Linked DNA regions of Bicyclus anynana: region 1 is linked to region 2. A link is a contact called in public Hi-C data. All regions are on one chromosome and are shown on one strand. Each heading gives the region's core, a stretch centred on a gene start, on an enhancer-like site or on the middle of the called end of the contact. The rest is flanking DNA. Distances are from core to core; before and after follow the strand shown.

The links. Hi-C and Micro-C count contacts between places; a contact is called where the count stands out from the background.
Region 1: a Hi-C map of whole body shows a contact between it and region 2, with 2.6 times the contacts expected there. The contact joins the promoter of LOC112055112 here to the enhancer-like site in region 2. A contact is called at or near these places in 2 of 2 Hi-C or Micro-C datasets (whole body and whole larva).

The regions. Positions count from the first base shown.
Region 1 is chr12:8,943,895-8,946,616 of ilBicAnyn1.1, forward strand. It overlaps LOC112055112 (all trans-polyprenyl-diphosphate synthase PDSS1), which reads right to left and starts at 1,378. Exons shown (of 8, transcript XM_052884553.1): 1 at 1,167-1,378. The coding sequence starts at 1,316.
Region 2 is chr12:8,895,876-8,898,643 of ilBicAnyn1.1, forward strand. All of the region lies in intron 4 of LOC112055112 (all trans-polyprenyl-diphosphate synthase PDSS1), which reads right to left. Among protein-coding and RNA genes, the nearest start is that of LOC112055114, 23 kb to the left of the region's middle. Within about 2 kb of position 1,321, at least 8 of the 8 cell types and tissues checked have open chromatin away from gene starts, as enhancers often do.

The DNA.
Region 1 (2,722 bases), core at 128-2,627, 48 kb after region 2:
CGTGAGCGTGAATAGCATTATAGTACATCAAATTAGCGATTCTCATTTACATCCGCGAGCATTATACATTCCTATAACACCACAAACTTTACCTTTTTATAATATGTACCTACCTATATAGTATAAATTTATAATTAGTAAAATAATTTTAAAAATTCTTGTACCTACCACAAAAAAGTCACGATATTTGTGAGTGTCACAGGCTATATTTTATCCTGCATTCTCATAGAAACGTGGACTACATGAGTGAAACCACGGGACGTCGGCTAGTATTTTACAATTGACGTCAGAATCAAAGTTATAAAATAACGACGGAAAATGGCTAGAAAATATCTTTCCATTGGATTTTGAATAGGCGAAATTAAATATTAATGTCATAATTGTTGCTTAGAAAGTTTTGTGTGACTCGTCAAGATTCTACATCGCATGCTCGCACGCTGCTCGAGAAAGCACGACGTTTCGCGCGGCTCGTGACCGCACCATTGGCCGCGCGGTTGCCGGCCGAGTACAGCCGCGATAAGTTGTACTGAATCACACTACTACTAATTACCTTAAGGAAATTTCATAAATAAATGTTCAATAATTAACTACTCATCTATGTACTCTGTAGTTATTACTGTTTGATAGTTTCCTAAATATTACATACATATCCGATCGATTATTATCGTGTTCTATATCGATATTAAATTTTCAAACTTGAATTTTATCTGATCATTTAATGTGTAACAATAAACGCCTTATTTGTCACAAGTAAAAGCTTTTGATTTCAATGGAAATCGCAGGTTTTACCCGAGAAACCTGTGCCGCGAATTGACCTACTGACCGCAGACATAATTTCACTTTTTAGAATTTTTGTGAATTCATCGCACTAGGCAAGCATACAGTGTATAATTTCACGGATTTTTTTGTAGATGTGATTTGATTGTACTAAAGTTTAATTAAAAATATATTTATTGCAAAATAAATCGAAATCTCGAATAGATCAGCTGACTTTATAGGTTAATGACATGCTGTTATGTAAAAAGGATTGTTGTTAATGTCAAAGTTACAATCAAAGATCATAATAAGATTGGTAATTGTACATTTTTATACCAATTAATTATATAATTATGAGATAATTAAGTTTTAAAAAGGTGTTATAATTCGTTTTAAAGAAATTATCTAACCTGACAGGTCTTTCCAAATATCCTCAACGGAGATGGTCCGGGTGGTTTGAGTTTCACAAATACAGTCTGTCTTCGAACTTTAGGTCCGAATTGACACATTAACTGATCCTGAACACGAGCACAAAGCCTACTCGAACTTAAACACGCCATAGCTACAACTGCGACCAAACGCTTGAAGACATGAACTACATTACACACATAGCGCCCGAGCGATCAGCTTTTTCCTCCCCACTTAGACAGCTGATTGTCAATCTTTCGAATCTACCAGTATTGCCAGAAATGAAAAACTAGTAGCTTTTAGTAGGTTTTATAAATAAAAAAATATTTTTAATTTCATATCACACTATCTGCTGCGTTACAGTTTGATTATTTGAAGAAACTATTCTTTTTTAATTTATCACTAAGAGACTGATTTTTCTTAGATAAACATCTTGATATCAGCCTGTTACATAAGGAAAAATGTACGCATAGATAATTTGAAATATAACAATAATCCTGTAAGTATTTATGTATGTTTGAGAACAAATAATTTAAGTTATTTTTAAAGATGAAGAATTTTTTATTCCATGGATTCACCTTGCTGGTGCTGGGACCATCATGTGGCGGAGAAAAAACTCTGGTTTAACTTTCTCTGAGAGAAACTCGGAGAGAAGAAACTTTCAACCCGGGGGAACAGTCATGGAATACCTGTAAGATTATACATAGTATACTGTAAGAATGTTGTTTCCCTGTCCAATGAAATTTTATAAGATCCTGTTAGATAAGGTTGCAAATTTTAATACGCGTTTGAGATACACGTTCTATAATTATTATAGAATTTGCTGCAATTCTACTGTGGTTAAAGTCTGTAAGCAGAATAGTAGAGCAATAAATGACTCGTCGGTTTAGTGGTTAGCCTATGTGGTGGATAACGAGATCCTGGAAATTCTGGTTCAGGTTATGAGATAACATACAAGATATGATTGATACATACAATACAGTATGATTAAATACAATACAAAGATTTCTTTATTATTAGAAATGTTTAGTTAAAATTTGCAGTCCGGAGTTGAAAAGTCGGTGATGTTACACCCCCTTGCCGCGGAGAGCGAATTAGGCCATCGGTCCTGGTCATTAACATCAGCTGATAGTTGTCGTTAGTGAATTTATCATTATCACTACCGATGGGTAGAGAGCTAAGCTCACCGTGGTGTTCCAAAGCTTTGTGGGCTTAGCTTTATATCCCCTCTCGTTTAAGGAAAGAGACCTGGCCCTATATTAGATCGATAAAACGGGCTGATAATGTTAATAAGGATGATGACAGTGTAGCCTTTAGAAATATTTGTTTCCCAATACACAGTAAACTCTAAAAGTAAGTGATGATTAAATATTTAAATTTATCAAAACTATATTTATGATAAAGATTTTCTATAATCTATAACCTAAAATTCAAAGCTTTTGTATATTATTTTTTGTTTATCGTTGGCTTAGTCCACAAAATAGCGGAAGACTAGGAGAATATTTAAATAAATAATGGCAGCACTACGGGAAATAGTGGAAATCCACAGAATATAATT
Region 2 (2,768 bases), core at 71-2,570:
TTTAGTCTCTTTCTATTTGAAATTTGAAATAATTTTAACAAATTCCGTTACTTTTTGCGCTTAAGCTAGACGTAAGATTTTTTACTCCATCTGCATTTTGGATTCCATTTAAGTACTCAAATTAATTTATTATTTAAGTAACTCTGTGAAGTACACTCGAGTACCTTAAAAATTTGCGTAAATTCAATGTCACTAAGAGTAGTTTACAATTGTGATTCTAGTATCGTTCTCTTTGTCATACTAAACGAATCAAGTCTGTGTAACGATTACGGAATCCAAAAATATAATTAACGTAGAACATATAGCATATCACTCAGTATTTTAGGATTTTAAGGCGACAAGATGAGTAGAGCTTAATCGTCTAAGCATAGTTCAGAAAAAAAGAGAAAACTATTAAATAACATATTATGTTTTTAATTATTTCTGATTTGTCGCACTGAACTCCAGCAAAATCTGTTCTTAGCAGATGTCTACTAATTATAAACTACCTTCCTGCAAAATTTCATCTTAATACGTCAAGTGGTTTTCGATAATTCGTGATGACCTGTCGCTTCTATTATAAGATATGTATAAGATATAAGATAGCATTTATTTAAGTAATTCTATAAACTGGAATTGCTTTTCGGCACAGTTCAATCAACTATCACACACGTTTTGCGCAGACGGCACCTGATAAGAGTGAAAGGCTTTTACAAGAATGCTTCGAAAGTCTGCCCATCGCAAGCCGCATGAATAATTTACCAGAAAAATCTCTACGATTTCACGCCAACTATATTCCAACTGCGTTTGAGTTTCTATTCTGCAATTCATTTACACCTATGAATACGATCTTATGCAAGTGTACACAGTGTTGGTAATAAGTTTAAAATATTTTAATTCCGTCGCCTACTTCCAAGGACTATAGACCTATCGTTGAAATAAATTAAAGAATTTGCAAATTAGGTGCCGGACGTGAGTCACATAACAAACTCAAAGGCTCGTTTCAATATCGATTATGTAGCCAAATTTAAAGCTGCAGAAGTAGAGTCAAGTATCTATGTACGTATTCTATATGGCAACAGAGACGTCAATCAATCTCAGACGTCCAGAAGACAGCCAGCCACGAGTGAACTTGAAAACTAATATTACGATGTTAATAAACTAGCGTTGGTCAGTTGCGAAATGAGTTTTTCACAAGTAGACCTCGCGTAAACTGAGCGCTCTGCGTGTGTATACTCGACGTGATCTTTCGCAAGACAGCCTTGACAGTGGTGGTGGGCAGGTGGCGGACGGAAGGTGAATGTGGTGGGACGAATGTATGTCACGCGGACGGCCTTGACTCCCCTCTTATAACCCTCCTCCGACGGACCGCTTTTCTAGTCTGCGTCGGCGACCAAACGCGCAGAAATCATGTAAAGACTACTCATTCGATGCTCTCAATGCTGTTTCTCACAACCTGTTTAGAAATCACGCCTTGAAATCAGAATGGTGTTTTTCTTGGTAAAATTTAATCGATCTTGCTAAATGCAAATACATAAATAAGCTCTTTTTAGACAGATTGGTAGAGATAGCTTGTAGTGTTAGTTGCCTTTTGCGTTTCATATTATATCTACAAGTTATAACGTCGTGGTCTGTTTGACTTGTATACTGCACGCAATGAAATTATATTTAACATTAAAATGTAGTTCAAAAGAAGTACATGATGTGTTAGGATATCTGGCACGTATTAATAATAATTTGAGAGTCGTGTTATACAGAAAATTGTATTGGAATGATCAAGATTTATTCGAATTACAGCCGATCGAAGTATTTCGCATTGAGTGAGTGGTCGGTCCAGTGGTTGCGAAACATGCAGGCATGTTGTGGCGATTAGTAGCCGAGCGAGCCATCGTTTCAACATACCTGGCTAGATGGCAAGGCGACACACATGTAGGTACTGCTAAAAATTTGGTACAGTCCTTAGACTCATTCCGCAAACATGTAGGTATTGCTAAAAATTTGGTAGTCCTCAGACTCATTCCGCAAACATGTACGTACTGCTAAAAAAATTTTATAGTCCTTGAACTCATTCCGTAAACATGTAGGTATTGCTAAAAATTTGGTATAATCCTCAGAGTCATTCCGCAAACATGTACGTACTGCTAAAAATTTGTCATAGTCCTTGGACTCATTCCGCAAACATGCAGGAACTGCTAAAAATTTGGTACTGTCCTTAAGACTCATTCTGCCAAACTGTACGCCCTCTAATCTCTTTTTACCAGTATTACGTATTCGTATAAGTTCGTATAAGCTGGCCTATTCACAAACTTAGTAGGTAACTTTAGTGGATATACACGAAATTTACCAAATAGCTGTTGTTAGTGATTCTAAAATCACGTGATTTAGTATTCACTGTTTTATTGATAACTAATCAAAATTAATAACCAGTGTGTTTGACATTGTGATTTTTGTTAACAATGGGCTTTACAGAATGTGAAAAATGCGGTTGTTGTTGATTTAATGATAATAACTTTAGGTGGCTAATAGACCAAAGTCATAGAATAGGCCAGCAGGACCGACTTTTCGGACTTTTAGGATTTTTATTTATCTAACTCTATGTAAATTGTAAATTTATATTTAAATGTAAATTTATTATTAAATAATAATAATTAATAATCCATACTAATATTATAAATACGTAAAGTACGAAAGTAAGTCTGTCTGATTATCACGGTTAAACCACAGAACGGATTTGGATGAAATTTGGTATAGATATAAATTGGATCTTGGGGCGGAATATAGGCTACGTT